Regions from separate parts of the Sus scrofa genome. Here region 1 is linked to region 2. A link is a contact called in public HiChIP or PLAC-seq data. All regions are on one chromosome and are shown on one strand. Each heading gives the region's core, a stretch centred on a gene start, on an enhancer-like site or on the middle of the called end of the contact. The rest is flanking DNA. Distances are from core to core; before and after follow the strand shown. Region 1 holds the start of WASHC3 (WASH complex subunit 3). Region 2 holds the start of PARPBP (PCNA-interacting partner).

Region 1 (7,040 bases), core at 3,213-5,712, 63 kb before region 2:
GGTGCAATATAACAGGAGACTGAGACAGTTTTGTTTTTTCCAATTAACAGATCAGAGTAGAAATCCCAGTTCTTTTACTTTGTAGCTGCTAAGTGTGGGCAAGTTAGAGCGGCTACTGCAGCCAGAAATACTATGCACTCAAATATATGGTGAGTGAATTAATAAATGATTAAGCAAATGATTTAAGCTTCTCTACATTTCAGTTTCTATAATTCTACAAAAGAGACAATTAGGAGTTCCCATCGTGGCACAGTGGAAACGAATCCAACTAGGAACCATGAGGACGCAGGTTCTATCCCTGGCCTCACTCAGTGGGTTAAGGATCCAGCGTTGCCATAAGCTATGGTGTAGGTCGCGGACACGGCTCGGATCTGGCGTTGCTGTGGCTCTGTTAGACCCCTGGCCTGGGAACCTCCATGTGCCACAGGTGCGGCCCTAAAAAGCAAAAAAATTAAAAATAAAAATAAATTAAATAAAAAATAAAGAGCTAATTAGACCTCTGTCAAAGGGCTGAGATATGATGATTTAAATGCATATAAAGCACTTAGTACAATGCCTAGCACGCAATAAGCACACAATAAATATTAAATAATGTCATCACACCAAGTAAAAAGTCTACAACTGACATAAATATCCAAACTGCTAAAACAGGAATTGTAAATAATAAGTTACAACCAACCCTAGATTATCATCCATTAAGGAGAAAAAGGCAATAAACTACCTTTCAATTTCATGAATTTCTGGTCAACAAACTTCTCTAGAGGTCAAGGAAGAACTAAAGAGTATATAGTCAAAACAGTTGCAAAGGTTGAGGCGGAGAGTTGAGAGAGGAACACAACGGGAAAGAATGAATCATGAGGCTTTGATAATGCATGAGCAACCAATAAACAAAAGACAATTAGGGTTATATTTGATCTAGTCTTCAGAAAACAGCACTCACTCCTCAGACAGTGAAAACTGTCAGGCCCCACAAAGGTGCAAGGCTACCCCTACCTCAGGGCAGCTCAAGGAAGCTGCTTTTATAGATGTGTCTGTTGCTTGTTTTGTTGTTGTTTATTATTTATTTAGTTATTATTTATTATTATTATTATTTTGTCTTTTTGCCTTTCCTAGGGCTGCTCCCACAGCATGTGGAGGTTCCCAGGCCAGGCGTCGAATCAGAGCTGTAGCCGCCAGCCTACGCCAGAGTTACAGCAACACCAGATCCAAGCTGCGTCTGTGACCTATACCACAGCTCACGGCAACACCAGATCCTTAACCCGCTGAGCAAGGCCAGGGATCGAACCCAAAACCTCATGGTTCCTAGTGGGATTCGTTATCCACTGAGCCACCACGGGAACTCCCTGTTGTTGTTTTTTAACCTGGTGATAAGAATTATGGCCCTGGAGCACTTCTCTGCTAATATCCTTTCTTCAGATACTCCTCCACACTACCTTGGTTTAACAAGTGAAAGGTTAAATCCTTGACTCACTGCTTTTTAGTCAGTCAGTTCTATACGCCATTTATAGAGGCAGCAGAATAATACAAAGTTCAAGGAAGCAAGCACCTAGACTCTGGGCCTGTTAGATGAAAAAAATATTGACTTGAGCCCCTTACTCTATCAGTTATCATATATTTCAATTTCTTTTGTCTTAGTGAGAAGGCAGAAGTGATTTTGATAACTAGACAAAAGAACAGCTGGAATCTTATACAGACGAAAACAGTTTTCCTGGCTCCATGCAATTTTTATTAATAACATATCTAACAAAAACTATATGCTGATTCCCTACCTTATGTTATATATAAGACATAACGAACTAAATATTGTTTAACTGACTCAGCTGTGATTATCACATTTTCCTCTTTTCTCTTTTTTTTTGGGGGGGTGGGTTTATTTGATTTTCAAAAATTAATAAGATTTTTACAATAGCTTCACAAGCACAAGTTAACAATAATTCAACTGACAAAAATTGGTATTTACTAGTTAACTTCTTGGAAACATTTTTATTGTGTCAATCAAAATGCAACTGGAATGGAGATACATCACATATTGTACAAAAAGTAGGAGAATGGCTAGGACTGGGAAGTCTCTAGGTATTCTCACGGTATTTCATGAAGCAGGCCTTGATTTTTTTTGTTTGTTTGTTTTTTTTTCAGGGATTAAACCCATGCCGCAGCAGCGCCACAAGCCAGACAGTGACAGTACCAGATCCTTAAATTGCTGTGCCCCAAGGGAACTCCAGACCTTGACTTCTTTTTTTTTTTTTTTTGTCTTTGTTGTTGTTGTTGTTGCGATTTCTTGGGCCGCTCCCGCAGCATATGGAGGTTCCCAGGCTAGGGGTTGAATCGGAACTGTAGCCACCGGCCTACGCCAGAGCCACAGCAACGCGGGATCTGAGCCGCGTCTGCAACCTACACCACAGCTCACGGCAACGCCGGATCGTTAACCCACTGAGCAAGGGCAGGGACCGAACCCGCAACCTCATGGTTCCCAGTAGGATTCGTTAACCACTGCGCCACAACGGGAACTCCCAGACCTTGACTTCTTAATGAAATCATTTTAATTTCTGTTTAAATCATCCCTAAAAGCGTATTTAGCTTTAAGTGGTCACTGAACTTTTGGAAAGTAGAATTTGCAAGCATAGAGAAATACCATGATACCAATGGGGGGGTTTTCTTTAACATTAAAGTGTATATGTGTATCCTGTTCCCAATGACAACAATCTTGACTCTTACACCTTTCAGGCAGCAACAATTCCTCTACAAGAACAGTTTCAATTCAAGGATTTGACTGGGGAGGATACTCAGTCAAAGGGTGAACAGTAACTTCAGCACTCAGGTGGTTCATGACAACAAAACGGGGCCCTAGGTTTTGACGCAATCCTCAAGAAGTAAAGAAAACTGAGCAAAAACACCATCTTTTGGTTTCAAAACATTTCCTTGTCCCCTTTCTTCCTTCTTAAACCTAATTTCAACCCATTCTCTTTTTTAGCTTTTTATAAGACAGTCGTCCCTAGATCTGGTACCTAATCTGTAACTGAGCTACTTTATCCTTACTTCATAAGTCATATGCACAAAGTATTTTATTTATTATTTTTTTTTTTTGGCCTCACCTCTGGCATAAAAAAGTTCCAGAGCCAGGGATCAAACATGAGCCACAGCAGTGACAAGGCCTGGTCCTTAACCCACTGCACCACCAGGGAACTCCGTATTTTTACTTTTATTTCCATGATGATATTTGATGCCAAAGTTACATTTCTAGGCTACCTCCTCAATCATCTTTTGGATCAAGCAATGTAAAATAATGTACACCTAAAACGTAAATCTTTGAGGTAGGAGAAACATAACCAATTTCAAAATAAAAAATGTCTTTAACTGTGAAATACAATTATTATCTTCAATTACAGTAAGCCTTAGTGAACTGCTTCACAAAAGTCTCAGAAGTTTAATTCAGCAGAGATGGGCTGCAGGAAGACGGTAATAGAACCAAAGAGGATTTAAGGTATATTAACATAATAATTGGGTGAGAAGAGGTCACGGTATATGAATACACAGACTGTAAATCTTGTTTTAGTCATTTGCTACCTTCAAAAGTGCGAGGTGATATCTGGGCTACACATTAGACCAACACCACTGGACCTACCTCCTCACAAACTGTAGAAAAGCGGTTGAGGAACTGTACAGTGTGCACCACAAATTGGTTTAGAAATGCCACCGTTCTTTTCTGTTGAATAGCTGGCACCTGTGTTGCGTAAAAATAAACATGATCCGTACAGGAGGAAGGTACACCGTGCAATCCCCTCGATATTAATAAAGGGGCGTTTCTCTGTGTGATATGAGTTACTGGAAGTTCTGCCAATAGTCATTAACTTGTTTTCCTAACCTGTGGGGGTGGGGTGTTCAAAGATGACAGATGCTGCAAAGTTTGAGAAAGGGCTCTGGATTCACAAGAGCGAACTTCCGCAGGTATAGGCAACACGTAAACACACGAAAACCTTAAGGGCCGAATAAAAGAGGTAGGGTTAGAAATCGGAACTGGCCCGTGTCGCCAGTGGTTCACCCTTGAGGACAGGGACTCGTGACCTGGGAAGCGAAGCCTGGGAGAGGTACACTACACTGCCCCCGCCCTTCCTTACCTCAGGAGGGACCTCTTTAAAGGGCAAACTATGGGACTCTCCCTCCGGAGAGAGATGAGACAGGCCTAGGACAGCGTTGGGCTTAGAGAGATGTGGTCTCCCTGGGAACCCGGCGTCCCTTCCCCATCCTCCTCCCAGGTCACCTGAGTTCAACTCCATCTTTTACAAACCTTAGTCAGGTCTATGCCTGACCCCATGAGAGGAAGCCCATCCTCATCCATCTCCTCAGCGGGCACGGGACACAGGGTTCACCCACACACCCCTCCCCGACCAGGCCAGCCCAACCCGGTAATAGCTTACGAACACCTCCCCCCAGTCCCCGCCTCCCGGGTTCTTCCCGCCGGAAGGAAACGCCTCCTCTCGCCAATCACTCGGCGGCTTCCGGAGAGCCCACCCCTTCGCAAGGCATTCTGGGATTGGTAGTTTTAGTTCCGGATTGTGACGTCGGACGAAGAGCGCCGAGTCTAGAAAGGGTGAAATTCTCTTCTCGCAAGATTTTAAAAATGGGGCGGGGAAAAGTAAAGCATCCCGACTGTTTGAGGTTATCCCTCTGCTTAGTGTTGTCTCTCGTATAAGGCAGCTGAGGCATTCGTTAATAAAATATATATATAGTTTGTTTTTGTTGTTATTTTTAACATACTAAGTGCCAGATTGGCCCCTGGGCCCTAATTTAATCAGGTTGAGTATATGTATCTATAGAACTATAAAAATATTAACTTATCTAAAATTGGCCAATTAACAGAAATTCTCCAAAGTGGTTTGGTTTCTTAAAAAAAGAAAAGACAAGTATAATTCTGTGAGATATAATTCTAGTTAACGGAAGAGTGGGACTTTCTCATTGCCTCCTAGGATTCTTGATGATACTCTTCATCACTCTTCCATAGCTCCTGAAGGCAGTGCCACTCACAACATAATAACTGAATTTCCAGGGCTGTTAAAAACAATCTATAGCTAGAAGTCTTGGTCATCTTCCTGAAATCCTCTGAAATACCCGTGTCCTTTCTCCAGGCTTTCTCTCATTGGAAATGGATTACCAGATTTCAATTACTGTAGTGCATTTTGGAGACAAAAGAAGTAAATTGTAACGAATACTGATTTAAAAAGGCAGAGTCCATGAATCCCACCTGCATATAACATATCTGTTAAATTAAAAGGTCTTAAAGCATTTTTCAGTAGTTATGTTTTCAGGAGTTCCCATCGTGGTGCAGTGGAAACGAATCTGGAACTAGGAACCATGGGGTTGTGGGTTCGATCCTCGCTCAGTGGCTTAAGGATCCAGTGTTGCTGTGAGCTGTGGTGTAGGTCACAGATGTGCTTTGGGTCTGGTGTTGCTGTGGCTGTGGGTGTAGGCTGGCAGCTGTAGCTCTGATTAGACCCCTAGCCTGGGAACCTCCATATGCCGCAAGTGTGGCCCTAAAAAGCAAAAACAAAAATAATAGTTATATTTTCAGAGCCTGTAACTAGAAAATCACTTATTTAATTTCTTCATGAATTGGTTCTTAGGTGAGGGAAATCATTAGCATTGAGTTCCTATTTTTCTTTTGTTTTCTTTTTTCCTCCTTTGTTTCAGAATGAACAGTTAGAGGGGTATAGTGTTGGTTCAGAATAGTGGGAAAATAAATGTAAGTGTCTCTTGTCCCTCTTCCCCCATCCCTCAGGAGTGATACACATCATCTATTGGGGCTTGGTTAAGTAAAGGAATTCTAGCCTAGTTATTCATTCCAAGCTAGGTATAATCTAGCCTAGTTAAGAATCCATTGTTTCAGGCTCCTTCTTTTAATTGTGGCTTTCCTAGTTTCACTCAGAAAGTTGGGTTGTAGGCTTTTCTAAGCAGGAGAGACTGGATTCCTCTGCAAAAGTGGTGTACCTCAAGAGAAGAGATCTGAGATATTTACAGTTGTGGAGCAGGAGGTCCCCAATAAAAGAGCATAAAGCCTAGTGACTAAGAAAGCTTGCTTTCATTAAGGGGGTTGGGGAAAGTTCCTTCTGTTGCATTTGTCCCCACAGACTTTAATTTATGGAGATGACTGAATGATGACAGAAAGGTTGATACCATTGAAAGAATGTGTTACTTACATTTCCCAAGAGAAGGGGGTGCCATGTCACACAGGGCCAAAGGGGAAATGCCAGATTTTCGTTAGAAGGGAGACAGAAGCAGGAACCAGACGAAAGCCTAGGCCATATCCTTTTTTGGGATTTCTGTGGGAAAGGCAAGCAGGGCAGGAGAAACAGGTGAAGATTGGCTGGTGTGAATGATTCCAGTGGGCTTTGGGGCACAGGAGCTCTCTCTGCTGTCTGTGCCTGGCCCTGGGTTGATTTAGGGCAGGGGAAATATTGGCTTAGGGAATGAGAGTTTAGATAAGGAGATGGTTAGGGGTAAGGGGCTGTGATCGGTTGGGTTGCATGTGAAAAACACACTTCCAAGTAAATTGTTTGACTGTCTTTGGACTAGCTAGTCTTGGGAGATGTAGTCTTTCCCAGAGTCTATAAGGCCACAAATGCCAGAGCTCCAGGAATAGAGAAAATAAGAAAATATAGTTAATAATTGTCCCTTTGATGAATAGAAGCTACAAACACAGTTATAGAATCCTAGAAAAAAAGAACTCTCAGAATTCCCTTGTGGCACAGAGGGTGAAGGATCTTGGATTGTCACTTCTGTGGCTCAAGTCACTGCTGTGGCATGGGTTCAATTGCTGGCCTGGGAGCTTCTGCATGCCATTTGGCCAGAAAGAAAGAAAGAAAGAAAGAAAGAAAGAAAGAAAGAAAGAAAGAAAGAAAGAAAGAAAAGAAAGAAAGAAAACAGAATACTCACCTTTCAGTATGTAGCCTTTCAGCCACAGCCACCTATAGTTTCAGTAAGAGGAGCTTACGTCTTGGCATAGCAGACACTAGGAACCATGAGGTTTCGGGTTCGATCCTTGGCCT
Region 2 (6,846 bases), core at 271-2,770:
TTCATCCTGTATGGCAAAACTTGCATAAAAATACCCGTCTATCGGAAAAGGTCACGAAACTGTGGATTAAGCACAAACACAGACAGAAATGGTCAAAGTGCTATTTTCAACAAATTAATCAAAATAATAATGTGACGAAAAATAGCTAAAAAAATTACTTAAATACTTTAAATAATACTTGCAGTGTGTCACCACTAAATTCTGTTTACACTGTTCAAAAGATAAAATCAGTACTTAAAGATAGAACTACATTAATATATACATTCATTAAAAATTAATGATGGTTGACATTTACGGAGCACTCCTTGCAGGCGCCATGTTAAGTAATTTCCTGACATTATCATGTCTAACACTTGTACGAACCTAAAAGGGAGGTATTACCTATGGTTCCTATTTTATAAAAATAGGGGAGGTTGGAGTTCCCGTCGTGGCGCAGTGGTTAACGAAACCGACTAGGAATGATGAGGTTGCGGGTTCGATCCCTGCCCTTGCTCAGTGGGTTAACGATCTGGCGTTGCCGTGAGCTGTGGTGTAGGTTGCAGACACGGCTCGGATCCTGCGTTGCTGTGGCTCTGGCGTAGGCTGGCAGCTATAGCTCCGATTGGACCCCTAGCCTGGGAACCTCCATATGCCGCGGGAGCAGCCCAAGAAATGGCAAAAAGACAAAAAAAAAAAAAAAAAAAAGAAAGAAAAAATAGGGGAGGTTAACTAGCGTGCCAAGCTCATAAGAGGAGCCAGAATTTGACTTTTGCAACTTGGGTTCCTAGCCGCGTCTGCGACCTACACCACAGCTCACAGCAACGCCAGATACTTAACCCACTGAGCAAGGCCAGGGATAGAACCTGCAACCTCATAGTTCCTAGTCGGATTTGTTAACCACTGAGCCACGGCGGGAACTCCAAGAACAGCTAGAATTTGAAAGACTTTCTTTTTTAAAAAATTGTTTAAGAAAGAAAAATTTTTTTCCATTGTGGCTTATTTTCGACAAAGCACTGAGACCAGGTCCACCCAAAGGAAAGCATGTCACTTCCTCCAATAACTTGAAGATTGTGGCTGTTCTTAACCTGTTCCCTGCTACATTTCTTAGTTAAATTTCTTATGCATAAGGAGCAGTTGTGCAGGGTCACGGCCCCTCTTATGTCCTATCTTTTGAGCACTAGTAGTAGAGAAGAAAAACACAGACTCCTGCCTTGAAGGAGCTCACAATCCAGGGTTATTTATGATTCAGGGTGAAAAGTGCTACGATATAAGTAAATACAAAATATAGAATCCGGAGGAAGGAGAGCAAAAATATAAGAATAATATTCATAAAACCAGGCACAAAACAACTAACCATTTATAAACCTGGGGTGCATTCTGGAAGTAGCATTCCCAAATGATTCTAAAAAGGTCCCCCCCCCCTTTTTTTTTACTGGATGGTAGGGGTTGTCCTGAAAACAGCTGGGCTCGATAACAAACAGGTCAAATACCTGATGCATGTTTACTGAGAATCAGATGAGTTCCACCTCGGGAAGTCTATAAACCTTACGAGTGGGTATCGGAGGCTGAACATTTGTTAAGGGTGACAAGCAGGTAAGATGTGGGAAGTGCAAAAGATCCCAGATCAGGAAACTCAGTTCCTAATGATTCATTAAAGTAGCGCCCAGTCTAATTACGTTCTCAAGTTCTCTTTGTACAAGGTAGGCTGGACTTGCCCCTCTACTACTGCTGGGACAGAGGAAGGAGGGAACAAGAGAAGTGTCTGCAGAGCCCTGACACCTCTTCCAAATCCAGGCAATCCCGCGAGACGCCGCTATCACCTCCCCGAACCTGAGGTCTGAAGGAAGAGTAGTGGGGAACGGTCCTGGAGAGAGGAGGAACTCTCAGGGATAAGGTGGGGGCACGGGGCAGCCGGTAGCAGAGCGGGGCGGTCCCTTGGGCTCACGCGCGATACGCACCAGATTGCGCCTGGAAGCAGCTAGAGGGGAGCTGGCGTCCGGTGGGGGCTGCAGCGGCGCGCGCCGACTCTGCTTCCGGGTCAGAGGGCGGGAGCGATGATTGGCTCCCGGGCTCTCCCGCGAGATTTAAAGTGTAAACCCGCGATCACGGGCACAGTCGCCGAGCTGTAGTCGGGCCAGAGCTTTCTTCAGGCGAGTCGGCGCTTTTCCTGTCTCCCTTCAGTCAGGTGAGTGTCACCTCTTCCTCACCTGCCTGTCACACTTTAAGTGGCGCTTCAAGCCGCGACTTGTGAGGATTTTTCGGTAACCAGCAAAGCACATGTGATGGTCTAGGGTATTATTTGTGCAGTCTTTGCTCTGGAGCTTGGTTTGGTTTGGGGGTGTTAAACAATTCGTAGGACCCAGTGATGGAGCTGGAAGGCTTTGTGAGCCCTACTTAGATTCATTAGTTAGTCAGAAAATCAGGATTCCAGTCCTAAGACATATAGACTCCAATTCCCCACTTTCGCCTTCTCCTTGTTACATCCTCCCAAGGAACTGTTCGGACCTGTATTCTGACCCTGGGCAGCAACTGACTGCCGTTTTTTATTGAGCACCTACTAAGTACCCGGCACTAGGTGGATTATTTACTTGTCTTACTAATGTCTCATAATGTGAGGTAGGAGATATCTTCCTTGTTTTACAGATGTAGAAGTTTATGCTCATCAGGTTTTAAATACTGAAGGACATACAGCCAATAAATGGGGACCCTGATGTAGACCCTGGATGGTCTGACTCAAAAATGTAGTTCTTGTAGCCGTCTCACCCTGCCTCCCCAGTGACATTTCCCCTCCTTTCAATTTTTGGTGCAGTGCAGCCTGGAATCTAATTTTTAAAAGCAAATGTTTAGAATCATTGCCGCCTTCTACTACTGTTTTTGTATAGTGCAGCCTGACATTTGAATGCTTTTATATTCATTGTCTCATTGATTTCTGGAGGGTATTATACCTCTACCTAGGCAGTAATGTAAAGTTTATTGCCTGGACTCCCACAGCCAGCTAGCTACTGGAAGAGTCCAGACTAAACCAGGCTTGGCAAACTGGTGATACTTCCTGTTTTTGTGTAGCCAGTTCCTAAGCTAAGAATGGGTTTTACATGTTTGGATGGTTGGAAAAAAAATCAAAGGAAGAGTAGTATTTTGTGTTTTGTAAAAATTGCATGAAATTCAAATTTCCCTTTTCTGTGAAGTTTTGCTGACGTGCAAGTATGCTTATTTGTTTATGTATTGTCTATGGCTATTTTCACACTGCAAGGTCACCGTTGCATAGTTGTAACGGAGACTTTATGGCCTCCACAACTTAAATGTTTACTATTTGACCTTTTCCAAAAGTGTGCTGACCCCTGGATAAGACTATTGACCTTTTTTTCTTGTATTTTGTTTTTGTGGAGTTTTTTTTTTTTGGCATCACCTGGGCACCTGGGACATGCAGAAGTTCCAAGGGCAGGGATCAAACCTGTCCCACTGCAGTGACAATGCTATACCCTTAACCTGCTGCACCACAAGGGAACTCTGAGGTTATTGACTTTTATATGTGCCAGACATTGTTCTAAAAGCTTAACTTGTATTTATGCCATTTACTTTTCACAAAATCCTGTGAGATAGGACTATTATTATTTTCTTTTGTCTTTTTTTTTTTTTTTTTGTCTTTTTGCCTTTTCTAGAGCCGCTTCCGTGGCATATGGAGATTCCCAGGCTAGGGGTCCAATCGGACCTGTAGCCACCGGCCTACACCAGAACCACAGCAACAAGGGACCTGAGCCGCATCTACAGCCTACACCACAGCACACGGCAACGCCGGATCCTTAACCCACTGAGCAAGGCCAGGGGCCGAACCCACAACCTTATGGTTCCTAGTTGGATTCGTTAACCATTGCGCCACGATGGGAACTCCAGGACTATTATTATTTTCATTTTCAGTACAAGGAAGCTGAGGCAGGGAGAGGTGACATAACTTGGAGAAATTTTCACAGCTTGTAACTGGTGAAGCCAGGCTTCCGAACAGTCTAATTCCAGATTAGCCTTCATTCTTAGCAGTCTGAATTTATAATATCTTTAAATAATACCAGTAAATAATTTACTACTAAAAATTTATTTCAGGCAAACTGATTATATCATTGAAGCTTTACTTTTCTACTTTCTTTTTTTTTTTTTCCTTTTAAGAGATGACAGTGATGTTTTGAAGAAAATTTTACTGTTTACTCAGTTGGAGCTGCTCTTTCTTTTCTTTCTTTCTTTTTTTTTTTTTTTTTTTTTGGTTGTGCCAGCAGCATGTGGAAGTTCCTTGGCCAGAGATCAAACCTCCACAGCAGTCACCCAAGCCCCACTATAATGAAAACGCCTGATCCTTAATCTGCTGCACCACAAGGGAACTCCTTCTCTAGCTACTTTAATTAAACTCTGTTACTTGTATCTTTATTTTTTTAATTTAAAAAATTTGCGAGGGATTGTTCCCATTTTGGCTCAGTGGGTTAAGAACCCAACATAGTGTCTGTGAGAATGCAGGTTCAATCCTTGGTTTCTCTCAGTGGGTTAAGGATTCAGCTTTGCTGCAACATGTGGCATAGGTCACAGATGCAGCTCAGATCTGAGTGATGCAGTCATACGTATGTATACATTCCCTTCCTTACATTATTTTCCATCATGGTCTATCCCAGGAGATGGGATATAGTTCCCTGTGCTATATATAGCAGGACCTTATTGTTTATCCATTCTAAATGTAATAGTTGTATCTACTAATCCCAAACTCTCAGTCTATCCCTTTCTTCCCCACTCCACCTTGGCAACCAAAAGTCTGTTCTCTATGTCTGTAATTCTGTTTTGTAGATAGGTTCATTTGTGTCATATTTTAGATTTCACATATGAGTGATATCATACGGTATTTGTCTTTCTCTTTCTTACTTCACTTAGTACGAGAGTCTCTAAGTCCATCCGTATTGCTGCCAATGGCATTATTTCATTCTTTTGTATGGCTTAGTGGTATTCCATCATGTGTATGTACCACACCTTCTTAATCCATTCATCTGTCGATGGACAGTTAGGTTGTTTCCAGGTCTTGGCTATTGTGAATAGTGCTGCTATGAACGTAGGGGTGCATGTGTCTTTTTGAATTATAGTTTTGTCTGGATATATGCCCAGGAGTGGGATTGCTGGGTCATATGGTAATTCTATACTTAGTTTTCTGAGGAACCTCCATACTGTTCTCCATAGTGGTTGTACCAATTTACACTTCTATCAGCAGTGTAGGAGGGTTTCCTGTTCACCACATTCTCTCCAGCATTGTTATTTGTAGACATGTTAATGATGGCCATTCTGACTGGTATGAGGTGGAACCTCATTGTACTTTTGATTTGCATTTCTCTAATAATTAGCAGTATTGAGCATCTTTTCATTTACCTACTGACCTTCTATATATTTTTTTTTTTTGGAGAAACATCTATTTAGGTCTTTTGCCCATTTTCAATTGGGTCATTCGTTTTTTCTTGTTTAGTTGTATGAGTTGTTGCATTGTTTGCAACTATTTTCTTCCATTCCCTAGGTTGCATTGTTTGCAACTATTTTCTTGTCAGTTGCATTGTTTGCAACTATTTTCTTCCATTCTCTAGGTTGTCTTTTTGTTTTACTTTTCCCTTTGCTGTACAAAAGCTTGTAAGTTTGAGGTTCCCTCTGTTTTTGTTTGCTTTTTAAATTTTTTTTAAGTTTAGATATATTTACTTTTTAAAAAAATCCAACTCATACATATATGCAGTAATTTAACCTCTTTTCCTGTATGACTTTTTAAAAAATTACTCAATGAATTTATTACATTTATAGTTGTACAATGATCACCACAATCTAATTTTATAGGATTTCCATCACCAACCCCCAGTGCATTACCCCACCCCCCAAACTGGCTCCTTTAGAAACCGTAAGTTTTTCAAAGTCTTTGAGTCAGCATCTGTTCTGCAAAGAAGTTCATTGTGTCCATTTTTCAGATTCCTCATGTCAGTGATAGCATTTGATGTTGGTGTGTCATTGTCTGACTGACTTCACTTAGCATGATCATTTCTAGGTCCATCCATGTTGCTAAAAATGCCAGTATTTTGTTCCATTTAATGGCTGAGTAATATTCCATTGCGTATATGTACCACATCTTCTTGATCCACTCCTCTGTCAATGGACATTTAGGTTGTTTCCATGTCTTGGCTATTGCAAAGAGTGCTGCAATGAACACTGGAGTACATGTGTCTTTTTGAGTCATGGTTTCCTCTGGATAGATGCCCAGGAGTGGGATTGCTGGATCAACTGGTAGTTCTATTTTTAGTTTTCTGAGGCATCTCCATACTGTTTTCCACAGTGGTTGCACCAATTTACAATCCCACCAGCAGTGTACTAGGGTTCCTTTTCCTCCACACCCTCTCCAGCAGTTATTGTTTGTAGATTTTTTGATGATGGCCATTCTGGGTGGTGTAAGGTGTTACCTCATAGTGGTTTTGATTTGCATTTGTGTAATAATGAATGATGTTGAACATCTTTTCATGTGTTTTTTGGCCATCTGTATGTCTTCTTTGGAGAATTGTCTGTTATGATCTTCTGCCCATTTTTTGATGAGGTTGTTTGTTGTTTTTTAAAAATTTTTGTTTTTATTTCTTGCCTTGTGAGACTGACCTAAGAAAACATTTTACAGTTTATGTCAGAGAATGTTTTGCCTATGTTCCCTTCTAGGAGTTTTATGGTATTGTCTCTTTCTTTTTTTTTTTTTTGTCTTTTGTCCTTTTTAGGGCCGCACCACTGGCATAAGGAGGTTCCCAGGCTAGGGATCTAATCAGAGCTGTTGCTGCCGGCCTATGCCACGGCCACAGCAATGCCAGATCCGAGCTGCACCTGCAACCT

What was found. HiChIP or PLAC-seq counts read pairs in DNA pulled down with a chosen protein or histone mark.
Region 1: an H3K27ac HiChIP or PLAC-seq map of alveolar macrophages shows a contact between it and region 2. The contact joins the promoter of WASHC3 here to the promoter of PARPBP in region 2. A contact is called at or near these places in 1 of 5 promoter capture datasets (liver), 3 of 47 Hi-C or Micro-C datasets (alveolar macrophages, embryonic fibroblasts and heart right ventricle) and 1 of 2 datasets of contacts at active chromatin or transcription factors (alveolar macrophages).

Annotation. Positions count from the first base shown.
Region 1 is chr5:82,152,675-82,159,714 of Sscrofa11.1, reverse strand. It overlaps WASHC3 (WASH complex subunit 3), which reads right to left and starts at 4,462. Exons shown (of 13, transcript XR_002344197.1): 1 at 4,286-4,462; 2 at 3,863-3,974; 3 at 3,623-3,721.
Region 2 is chr5:82,086,620-82,093,465 of Sscrofa11.1, reverse strand. It overlaps PARPBP (PCNA-interacting partner), which reads left to right and starts at 1,520. Exons shown (of 11, transcript XM_021092657.1): 1 at 1,520-2,164. NUP37 (nucleoporin Nup37) reads right to left here and starts at 2,027. Exons shown (of 10, transcript XM_021092659.1): 1 at 1,938-2,027; 2 at 1-59. The coding sequence starts at 26.